Linked DNA regions of Triticum aestivum: region 1 is linked to region 2. The links are chromatin contacts, called in public Hi-C maps. All regions are on one chromosome and are shown on one strand. Each heading gives the region's core, a stretch centred on a gene start, on an enhancer-like site or on the middle of the called end of the contact. The rest is flanking DNA. Distances are from core to core; before and after follow the strand shown.

Region 1 (6,375 bases), core at 1,774-4,273, 180 kb before region 2:
CCTCACCGACCCGAGCAACTACCTTTCGTCGTGGCGGGCCGACGAGGACTGCTGCCGGTGGATGGGCGTCAGGTGCAACAACCGGACCGGCCATGTCGTCAAGCTCCAGGTCAACAGCTACGGAGCAATCGGAGGTGAGATAAGCTCCTCCTTGCTCACTCTACGACATCTCAAGCACCTGGACCTCTCATCAAACTACTTTGGTGGGAGATCCATTCCTGAATTCATCGGTGACCTCCGGAGCCTGACTCATCTCGCCCTCACTGATTCGTTCTTCGGTGGGCGAATCCCTCCTCACCTCGGGAACCTCTCGAATCTGCTCAGTCTTGACCTCTCAATTCTGGGTTGTTACTCGCCCGATCTCTTATGGGTGACGCACCTACAGAAGCTACAACACCTCGACATGGCTGAGGTGGACCTTAGCGCTGCCGTCAACTGGACTCATGATGTCAACATGCTCCCCTCTCTGGTAACCCTTGAGCTAACATCTTGTGGGCTTCGTAACATTATGCCTCTACCGTTGCACTCTAATCTCACGTCACTAGAAACCCTTGACCTCGACTCCAATTCCTTTAACTCGTCCTTTGGAGCCAACTACTTGGCTTGGGAGCTACCTGCTCTCCAACTTTTTTACATGGATACATGCGGAATCGTGGGTTCTATCCCTGACGCAGTGGAAAACTTGACCTCCATTCAATCATTGTCCCTCATAGAAAACAACTTCTTTGGCATGGTGCCATCCACCTTCAAGAAACTCAAGAGACTACAAGCACTCCGTCTATCGGAAAACTTCATTGGCGGGGGTACGGAAGATCTATTTTATAGATTGCCAGGGGATGAGTTACAAGAGTTGTATTTGGACCACAACAATTTGACAGGGACTCTTCCAGATCGGCTAGAAAAATTTAGCAGCTTGTCCACACTTTGGCTCAATAATAACAAACTATTCGGAGAGATACCTGTCGGTATACGAAAACTCACAAATTTGGTGGACCTGTGGTTGGACTCAAACAATCTGCATGGTATAGTCACCCAGGACCATTTCACCAATATGACTAGCCTGCAAAATTTGTGGCTCTCTGGTAATTCCATAACTATGTTGGTCAACAACACATGGAGCACTCCATTCAGCTTAACGTCAGCGGGCTTTAGATCTTGCATCCTAGGCCCCCAGTTTCCGGCATGGATTATCCAACAAACACTACACACCCTTGATATTTCAAACACAAGCATACATGACTCCATTCCTGGTACTTTTTGGATTGGAATGTACCGTTGTCGAGTTCTGGATCTATCGGAAAATCAGATTTATGGCATGCTGCCCACATATTTTCTGTTTGGTGGAATGGAAGCTGTTATACTGGATATTAGTTCTAACCAGCTCGTTGGCCCGATTCCAACACTCCCAATGAACCTCGGCTTGTTGGACCTCTCTGGGAACAACCTATCTGGTGCATTGCCATCAGATATCGGAGCACCAGGGCTAGAAATACTCATGCTCTTCAAAAATTCCTTTTCTGAGACCATTCCATGCTCCCTCTTTGAGCTGCAAAATTTGCAGTTTCTAGATCTATCAGAGAACAAACTAAATGGGACATTGGCCAATTGCCTCCGTGCACCCAAAACTTCAAACGTGACCATGCTTAACTTGAATAACAACAATCTTTCAGGAAGAATCCCACCATTTCTTCAGAGGTGTAAAGAGCTAAAATTCCTTGATCTCGCATACAATGAATTTTCTGGGAGCTTACCGACATGGATCGGCTCAAAGCTACCATCCTTGGCATTTCTGCGGTTGCGGTCAAACATGCTCTCTGGTGGCATCCCTGGCGAACTGACCAGGATGCATGGGCTTCAATATCTAGACATTGCAAGCAACAACATCTCAGGGAACATACCACAGTCGCTTGGGAATCTCATAGCTATGGCTCATACTCCCGATCAAGATGGTGCCCTTTTCAAAATTGTCAACTTTGGGCTTGTCTCCGTCTACAAGTACACTAATGCTTATACTCATAGTTTATCGGTGGTCACAAAAGGTCAGCAGTTGGAATACACAACAGGAATCGCATATATGGTAAACATTGATTTCTCTTGCAACAGTTTGACAGGGAAGATTCCTCATGAAATCGGCATGCTCACTGCATTGACAAACTTGAACCTGTCACGGAATCACCTTAGCAGCACAATCCCTGTGACTATTGGGGAGCTACGTGCAATGGGATCTTTGGACCTCTCACACAATGAGCTCTCTGGTGAAATCCCGGCGAGTATGGCAGATCTAACTTCACTTGCCCACTTGAACTTACCGTACAACAATCTGACAGGAACCATACCTTCTGGCAATCAGTTACAAACTTTAGATGATGCGTCAATCTATGCTGGCAATCCAGGTCTTTGTGGTCCGCCTGTATCAAAGAATTGCTCGGGAACGGAAATCACTCCATGGACTCCTGAAAATCAGCATGAGGGCATGAGCAAAGCATTGTCATTATACCTCGGCATTGGCACGGGATTCGTAGCAGGTCTCTGGATCATCTTCTGCAGCTTCTTATTCAAGAGGAGCTGGAGAATTATTTGGTTCTCGTTGTTCGACCGCGTGTGTGATTGGGTCTACGTGCGAGTGGCGATGAGCTGGGCTTCATTCACAAGAGAAGAGCAGTAGAAGCTGAGATCATTAGGGTCTGTGGTCACAATAGCCGGAGCTTCCATTTCGGCACAATATGATATGGGGTTGTAACAATATTTCACCTTTCTTGTCCGCTGTAAATGTAATGTATTGCTCTTCTTTCGTGTGCAAGTCACTCGGTTTGTATGGTAAACCATGAGTTACCTTTGATGTGTATGAAATCTTAAACATGTGTAATAACGAATAAAGATGTTGATCTCTATGGTATGATGACCGTGTGTGGGGAGAGAAAGGCGCCTTGCTTCGAAGAAAGCGTAAAGCAGTCAGGCGCGACGTGGCCGCCCTCCACGCCGCGCGCCCTCCTGGCATGTCAGGTCGGTCGGTCGGCACGGCCTTCTAGACAAATCCAGAGAGAGTATCGGCGTCGTCTCATCCTTCGCCGCTTCTCTCGTGACACATCGGCACTTGGCTGCGTCCAGGCGCTCTGCAGTTCGCGGCCAGCTAGCCTGCAGTACCGCGCCACCACCCTCCGGCCATGGCCGCGCCCCGCCCCACCGTCCTCGTCACCGGCGCCGGCGGCCGCACAGATACCCTTTCCCTCCTTCCTTCCCCGCCCGTTTCTCCGACCAAAACCCGACGAATCCGCCTGCCACGACGGGCAATTCCGGTCCTAACGCTCGTCGAGTCGATCGCAGGCCAAATCGTGTTCAGCAAGCTCAGGGAGAGATCCGACCAGTTCGCGGCGAGGGGCCTGGTGAGGTCGGAGGAGAGCAAGCAGAAGATCGGGGGAGCCGACGACGTCTACGTGGCCGACATCAGGGAGGCGGAGCACCTCGCGCCCGCCGTGCAGGGCGCCGACGCGCTCGTCATCCTCACCAGCGCCTCCCCCAAGATGAAGCCGGGGTTCGACCCCACCAAGGGCGGCCGGCCCGAGTTCTACTACGAGGACGGAGCCTACCCTGAGCAGGTTGGGGTTTCTTCTCTGTACTGTACTGTACCACAATTTGGATTCAGAGTGTGCCGCTCCCATAATAAGTACAGTTTCAGGATGTGTCTCCTCTGTGTTTCAGTGACATGCCACATCCTGAAATCTTTATCGGTTATTAAATAGTGATGAATTTTGGTGTGGATGTGTGGCAGGTGGACTGGATTGGGCAGAAGAATCAGATTGATGCTGGTAAGCTTCTTCTTGGTTCTGCATTTATATGTGATAGGTTTATCTGAATGTTTGATGAGTGGGATTGTGTGTTGGACAGCAAAAGCAGCCGGTGTGAAGCACATAGTGTTGGTGGGATCCATGGGGGGAACAAATCCCAACCATCCATTGAACAGCCTTGGCAATGGCAATATACTGGTAAGTAATTGTAGACGAGTCTATATGTCTCTTCACCTTTACTTCATTGCAGTTCATTTGCTCGTGCTTCCACGAAAAACTTTATTATCTGGAAAGCCTTAGTACCATTCTCTGAACATTGCTTGGCAGCAGATGAGCCATCTGTCTCAGAAATCTGAAGGATTGTTCGTCATAGAAATGTTCAGTTGATAGATTTGTGAGTTTTGACTATTGACAGGTTCGCCATAAAAATGTTCAGTCGATAGATTTACAACAGTTAGATCCATAATACAGGAAAAAACAACTTAATGAAGAAAGTTTTGCAAATAGACCTTTCTGAATATTAAGTTCCTGTCATAGCTAAAATTTGGAAGTTCTGTATCCTCTCTATTGGGCTGGAATGTTCATTTCAGAAAGTCTTGCTTTTGTTTTGTTTTCATCGAAGCTTCATTTTGTCTCATCCAAATAAAACAATGAAGGAAAGATAGAAATAAAAGATACAGTGCGTACTCAGCTAGTCGTGGTACCGTTGATCTAATAAGCCACTGAGACAAATTCATTTTGCAAATTCAGACGATTATATTATTGAAAATGTGAAATCTTGATTATTGATCTTGATGTAGGTCTGGAAGCGCAAGTCTGAACAGTATCTGGCAGACAGTGGAGTTCCTTATACAATCATAAGGTACATAAAGAACATGCACCAGTTTGGATAAAAAGGCATCCTTCAGATCAATTATTCTTGAAACAGAGTTGCCCACCTTTCTGAAGTGGTGTACTTAATTACACTAAATATCAATCACTTTGGATAAGACTGAAGATCTGCTATAGAAGTTTGGAATAGTTCCTTGTGTACCACTAAATACCTTTGAATGCCTCAAAGAAAAGGTGGATCCACCTCCACATTTAATGAGACAATGAGTGACATATAAAGGGGTGAGGCAAACACTCGGTGCGATCTAGTAGTTTTTGCTCATCTAATTAGTTAATTACCATCTCTCTTGAATTGTCTAAAATTTATGCTACATGTTTCACAGTTGGACTGCTGCAGTTAAATTGGATAGGTAGTTTTTGTGAAGCTAGAATAGAAGTGCATTGTGCTAATATGCACAAGAACACTAGAACAGGTTAACTATTCGCTGATACATAATGTGCTATCGTTTTCTTCGTTTCCTTCAATTTAGGCCTGGTGGTCTGCAAGACAAAGATGGGGGAGTGAGGGAGCTGATTGTCGGGAAGGATGATGAGCTTCTCCAGACTGACACTAAGGCGATTCCTAGGGCTGATGTGGCTGAAGTTTGTGTTCAGGTATAACATTTGATAATTGCTGCAACCGTATTCTGTGGACACACTTGAGGACAACCATTCTGAATATTTACCCTCTTAAAACAGGCCCTGCAGTATGAAGAGGTAAAGTTCAAGGCATTCGATTTGGCTTCGAAGCCTGAAGGTGAGGGCACCCCAACGAAAGATTTCAAAGCGCTGTTCTCCAAGGTCACAGCCCGGTTTTGAGTCATCGGTTAAGGAGCATAAGTACATTTCTTAGCTTATAAGGATCTTAATGTCTCGAGTGTGTATCCTTGTGCATTATGAAGTTGCTGACTGATGTAATTGCACAATCGGTTTACCAATAATGCTGAAAATAGCCTCCTATCGATGCGTGGAGATTGGAGAAGCAATTTATGCATTTTCCTGAGATTTTTCTCTGAGGAGAAGGAGTCAGCAAACAATTGAGAATACATTGATACAGTTTAACGGATATGACTATCTTCTTTTCACACTCTTGACTCAGATCCGACGCACACCAATAATCCATACGAATTTTATCATTTACGCAACAGCTAATATATCACTCAGCAGCTCATATGCACCTTCCATTTTACTGAGAAATGAAACATCAGCGCTACCGATTCAAGGAACAAACAAACAGTTTGCAATACACATGCTTCATTAGGTACTCCCTCCGTCTCAAAATTCTTGTCTTAGATTTGTCTAGATACGGATGTACCTAATACTAAAACGTGACTTGATACATCCGTATTTGGACAAATCTAAGACAAGAATTTTGGGACGGAGGAGTACAAAACATATGCAAGAAGCTTCTGTTCTAGTCAAGTTCAGCAAAAATGTCCATCAACTCTGCTCCCAGCAAAGGGTCAAAATTCAACAACATAAGCATCAGAATATCAGATACAACAGAACGAAAAAGAAGTGATGAAATGTACCAGGCAACATATCTCTAAAGTTCTAGCTAGGTTTCCATGTGGATAGGGCGCCGATGACTCTGCCCTTCCAACCCTGCAGCATCCACTTGTTATCTTCGTCGACGAAGAAATCCCTGTGATAGCTCTTGATTACCTTGTATCTTGCCTTTTTCACCGACTCTTGAAGCAGAGGCACCTGCCTGAACCCT
Region 2 (5,928 bases), core at 2,375-4,874:
TCATGCGGTGAAGATTTCCGCTAACACTTTTAAGAGGCTCAAGAGACTTTTGTAATATTTTTGTTACTTCGCAAATCTTTTCAAACACTTGTGTTTCTTCTTGGGTAGGATACGATCCCCCTTTTTGAGGTAGTGTTCCCACTATTCCCTCTATTATTTCATGCGCAATACTAGGATCAATTTCAATAAAATTTCCTTTGGCAATGCAATCCAAGAGTTGTTTATGCGAAATATTTAGCCCAACATAAAAATTGCAAAGAAGAATTCTAAAATTCACCTCTAGGGTGCAATTACGACAAGATTCCATCATCCTATACCAAGCATCTTTTAAGTTTTCTCCTTGCCTTTGCTTGAAGTGAAGAACTTCAAACTTGGGAGACATAGGAGTGGACAAGGAACTAGCCATAACGACGAGCAAACAAAAGACAAGCGGAAGAGAGAGGAGAAGATTGGGAAAGAGAGGGCGAATAAAACGGCAAGGGTGAAGTGGGGGAGAGGAAAACAAGAGGCAAATGGCAAATAATGTAAATGCGAGGGAGATGAGTTTGTGATGGGTACTTGGTATGTCTTGACTTGAGCGAAGACCTCCCCGGCAACGGCGCCAGAAATCGCACGTTGGTGGGAGGTCGAATCTTGACTTGACTTGGTGGAAATCGCACGTCCCCGGCAACGACGCCAGAAATCTTTCTTGCTACGTCTTGAGCTTGCGTTGGTTTTCCTTGAAGAGGAAAGGGTGATGCATCAATAGTAGCGTAAGTATTTCCCTCAGTTTTTGAACCAAGGTATCAATCGAGTAGGAGGCTCCTCAAAAGTCCCACGCACCTACACAAACAAACAAAGAACTCGCAACCAACGCAATAAAGGGGTTGTCAATCCCTTCACGGCCACTTGCGGAAGTGAGATATGATAGAATAGTATGATAAGATAAATATATTTTTGGTATTTTATGATATAGATTGGAAAAGTAGAGATGCAAATAAAATTAGATTGAAAGCTTATATGATAAAAGATAGACCCGGGGGCCATAGGTTTCACTAGTGGCTTCTCTCAAGATAGCATAAGTATTACGGTGGGTGAACAAATTAATGTCGAGCAATTGATATAAAAGCGAATAATTATGAGATTATCTAGGCATGATCATGTATATAGGCATCACGTCCGTGACAAGTAGACCGACTCCTGCCTGCATCTACTACTATTACTCCACACATCGACCGCTATCCAGCATGCATCTAGAGTATTAAGTTCATAAGAACAGAGTAACACATTAAGAAAGATGACATGATGTAGAGGGATAAACTCATGCAATATGATATAAACCCCATCTTTTTATCCTCGATGACAACAATACAATACGTGCCTTGCAACCCCTATTGTCACTGGGTAAGGACACCGCAAGATTGAACCCAAAGCTAAGCACTTCTCCCATTGCAAGAAAGATCAATCTAGTAGGCCAAACCAAACTGATAATTCGAAGAGACTTGCAAAGTTAGCTCAATCATACATAAAAGAATTCAGAGGAGATTCAAATATTTCTCATAGATAAACTTGATCATAAACCCACAATTCATCGGATCTCAACAAACACACCGCAAAAAGAGTTACATCGAATAGATCTCCACAAGAGAGGGGGAGAACATGGTATTGAGATCCAAAAAGAGAGAAGAAGCCATCTAGCTAATAACTATGGACCCGAAGGTCTGTTGTAAACTACTCACAACTCATCGGAGGGGCTATGGTGTTGATGTAGAAGCCCTTCGTGGTCGATTCCCCTCCGGCGGAGCGCCGGCGAAGGCTCCAAGATGGGATCTCGCAGATACAGAAGGTTACGGAGGTGGAAATTCTTTTTCCTCCTGGATGTTTTCGGGGTACGTGGGTATATATAGGAGGAAGAAGTAGGTCGGTGACCGCCCGAGGGGCCCATGAGATAGGGGGGCGCGCCCTGTAGGGGTGGGCGCGCCCTCCACCCTCGTGGCCGCCTCGGCTGCTTCTTGGCTTGCACTCCAAGTCCTCTGGATCGCGTTCGTTCCAAAAATCACGCCCCCGAAGGTTTCATTCTGTTTGGACTCCGTTTGATATTCCTTTTCTTCGAAATACTGAAATAGGCAAAAAAAAACAGCAATACGGGTTGGGCCTCCGGTTAGTAGGTTAGTCCCAAAAATATATAAATGTGTAAAATAAAGCCCATAAACATCCAAAACAGGTAATATAATAGCATGGAATAATCAAAAATTATAGATACGTTGGAGACGTATCAACTCCTAAGGCGGCGATGCGATCCAGGAGTTCGTTTAAAGACGACAACTCCGTCGGATTCATCTGTTAGGTGTATTCTGAGCTGACGCGGAGGCGATTTTTGATGACCGGAGAAGTCATCGTCGGCCCGACGGCCGAACGGGCGGTCATAGTGAAGCCGCCCAGCCGGAGGGTTTGGCCCCGAGGCCAGGGCTCCCCCAGAGGTGATGTTGTCCTTGATAACAAGGCGACCCATCCAGCCTATCTTCGACGTCACAGCGGAACTCTCAATGAAAGCACCAATGTCGGTGTCAAAACCGGCGGATCTCAGGTAGGGGGTCCCAAACTGTGCGTCTTAGGCTAATGGTAATAGGAGGGGGGACACAATGTTTACCCAGGTTCGGGCCCTCTCTATGGAGGTAATACCCTACTTCTTGCTTGATTGATCTTGATGAATATGAGTATTACAAGAGCTGATCTACCACGATATCGTAATGACTAAACCCTAGAAGTCTAGCCTATGAGATTATGATTCTTGTCCTACGGACTAAACCCTCCGGTTTATATAGACACCAAAGGGGGCTAGGGTTACACAAAGTCGGTTACAGAGAAAGGAATCTAAATATCCGAATCGCCAAGCTTGCCTTCCACGTTAAGGAGAATCCCATCCGGACACGCGACGAAGTCTTTTATCTTGTATTTTCATAGCCCAACAGTCCGGCCAAAGTATATAGTCCGGCTGTCCAAGGACCCCTTAATCCAGGACTCCCTCACCTGCCTCCGGCACCACCACAACAGTCACCGAAGAAAAGAATGACGGATTACCTCCTCACCCAATCTCGACACGGCTCCATCGCTGATATGCAGCTTTGCGGACCTCCAAAGTGGCTCACCAAACATAAAACCCTTGTCGTTGAACGAATCAGACTGGGGCAACACTCCGGACACGTCATCGAACTCCAGATCTGACACCCCACGACGCCTAAGACCCCGAAGGAGGAAACCATACCCGCCATCTACGAACCACAAGCCCAGCACACGTTTCGTCTTTCAGATATCGTTGATAAGTTAGAAAAAGGCAAACTCATTTTTTAAACCGCCTACGAGAACTGGGTCTTATAATACGCAGGAAGCTCCAAATACAGAGAACTTATACGTAGTACTTACGCGGCAAGCTACCATCGTGAAACCACGTGAAGATTCTCTTGTCTACCTACCGACAAAGATTGCTCTGTTTTCTGGTATTTCTCGACCTGCCTCGTTTTATCGTTTACGTGGAGGGGGACTAGTCTGGCACAAGTCAGCCGACGCCTTATACGTATACAGTGACACATCGTGTTGGTATGTCGGGAAAAATCAAAATAAATATGCTCGCCGTCACTGTCATCAGTCATCACCTCCACGGCGCAGACCACCGGGCGAGATGCTGCCGGCTGGCCGCCGCCACCTGGTAGGCAGACACAGTGCTCGCCGGCCGGGGCGCCGTTGACCGTGCCCGTATCCATGTGAACACGAGAGCGATCCGTTTCGCGATTCTCGGGGAGCAACGGAAGGGCAGTCTACCATTGCAAAGCACGGGACCGTGAACACTAGATGCAGCGAACGATCTGGCATGCCCGTGGAACGAGTCTCCGTACTTCAGGCACGTACCAATCGTGGTTAGGTTAGCTATCTTCTACTCCCTCAACAAGCAAAAGAAAAGGAATTCCCTCAACAAGAAAGTTATCATTAAAGCTGGTAGCTTGGAGATCGTCAATACATGTAATAGAGACATTGATGTTTTGGCGTCATATTCAATTATCATGGCACACTGCTTCCAACTTGCTCGTGAAAGATCGTCGATTCGGTTTCAGTGTTGTCCTAGAGAAGCCAATGTCTTGGCACACTTTTTAGCCAGACATGCATATGCAGTAGCATGATGTTCTGTGGGATGACGATCCGCCTATGTTTCTGATTACACATGTATTGAATTATGTAACTCTGTTGGTTCCGCAATAAAGTGCAAAGAAGCTTTTTCCCTTCCAAAAAAGGAAAGAAGAAGAAACAAATCCATGCTTCGGAGATCTCTCTTTTTGTTGCCTGATTTCTCCTTCCCTGATCCCATTTCAGCCATGTGCTATGTATTGTCGATTGCCTTTCACACCTATGTCTTGGAGAGATCGACTCACACGTCACACAACATCTATAAAAGACCGAAGTCAGGACGGCCAGCACTGTGTGCATTGGCACCCTCCAATAAACGGCAAACATCATCATCCTCTCGCTCGGTGATGACGGTAATTTTCTATTTTTCCTCAAATATATTGGTAACTGCAATAAAGAGGTCATTGTCATTTTCGCTATTTTGTACTTCAATCCTTCTGCTATAACATATTTATCTATTAGTGTCTCTACATGTGACACATTAACCAACATGATTGACAAACGGGCCCAGGACTACATATTTGATACCCATTGATTACCACCTATTTGACTCGTGCTTATCGGCCTGATAATAGAGCAGACGCACAAGGTGCCTACCATGGGCCCGGCCTAGTTCAACGTTGGCGGTGAGCATATGCAAAATTTCCTACTACTTTTTTTCCATTTTAATCCGATTCTCATTCTGTTTCCGTTTTATAATAAAAATATATTTAGAAATATGTCTAATACATTTTTTATTACAGAAATATATTCATAAAAAGTGTTGGACATTTATTTCAAAAAAATATGAGTAATTACATGTACTTCAACAAATCACATGGGGATTTTTTTAAATGTGTCAGTTTACTAAAATTGCTAAAGCGTTTTTTAACGGTGAACATTTTCTAAACTATGTTTAACATTTTTTTATATGTTTGGCCCTTTAAAAAGTTCTTGGACATTTAAATAAATAACATATAAATTTAAAATAATACATGATTTTTTAAAAATAAATTATGGAAAATTTAATAAAACACTTGATATTTAAAAAATGTGTTGATCATTTTTTTAAAAGATGTGTGGACACTTAAAAAACAAAAAGAAGAAAACCAAATAAATGAAGAACTAAAAAAGAAAAAGGCAAGAAAAAACCCAGAATGGAAAAATAGACCCTTAAATAATAAGAAAACAAGAAATGAATAATGGAGAAAGAAAAAGAAAATAGTTGAACCTCTGAAAAACCTAATGTATTGTTTCATGGGTACCAAGAAGGAATGTTGCTGTAAAGGGCCGGCTCAGTCGCAACGACCTCATCCGTTCCGTCGACATTTGGACACAACGAGCGTTATATATCTATTCACTATGCACTTGCCTAAAAAAATCCATTCCCTATACACGGAATTCTGAGAGCTCCTAATCAGTGCCTTTGCGCTGAGTAGTCTATTTGGCGCCCACAACACGCCATACGGGTTGCATTCACAAAGCTCACACGTGGACTGTTTCTTTTGTTGGTTGGTTCAGGTTAACTGTTTCTTTCGTTTGGTCGTTCGTGATCTTTTTTCGTTGGTAGCTGTCCAGAAATAAAGGTTGAAACTTCAAAATAGTTCATGAATTTGAAAAAATACACAAATTTAGAATGTCCATGAATTTGAAACACATTCACGGATTTGAAAGAAGTTCAAGAAATTGAAAAAGTTCATAAATTTGAAAAAGTTCACGGATTAGAAACAGTTCACAGATTGAAAAAAAATCATGAAATTCAAAAATTTCACCAAATGAAGAAAAGTTCAA

Evidence for each region. Hi-C and Micro-C count contacts between places; a contact is called where the count stands out from the background.
Region 1: a Hi-C map of leaf shows a contact between it and region 2, with 4 times the contacts expected there. The contact joins the promoter of LOC123114013 here to the enhancer-like site in region 2. A contact is called at or near these places in 2 of 5 Hi-C or Micro-C datasets (both in leaf) and 1 of 1 datasets of contacts at active chromatin or transcription factors (leaf).

Annotation. Positions count from the first base shown.
Region 1 is chr5B:663,281,712-663,288,086 of IWGSC CS RefSeq v2.1, reverse strand. LOC123114013 reads left to right here and starts at 3,023. Exons shown (of 7, transcript XM_044535358.1): 1 at 3,023-3,216; 2 at 3,325-3,596; 3 at 3,770-3,806; 4 at 3,886-3,983; 5 at 4,586-4,647; 6 at 5,147-5,270; 7 at 5,355-5,740. The coding sequence starts at 3,165. The coding sequence ends at 5,474. LOC123114014 (receptor-like protein EIX2) reads left to right here. Exons shown (of 1, transcript XM_044535359.1): 1 at 1-2,758. The coding sequence ends at 2,665. It overlaps LOC123114011 (scarecrow-like protein 30), which reads right to left. Exons shown (of 2, transcript XM_044535356.1): 2 at 6,066-6,375. The coding sequence ends at 6,210.
Region 2 is chr5B:663,101,242-663,107,169 of IWGSC CS RefSeq v2.1, reverse strand. No RefSeq gene overlaps it. Among protein-coding and RNA genes, the nearest start is that of LOC123114011, 180 kb to the left of the region's middle. Within about 2 kb of position 3,624, at least 1 of the 8 cell types and tissues checked has an H3K27ac peak or open chromatin away from gene starts, as enhancers often do. A contact at or near this core is called in leaf, where this site is marked.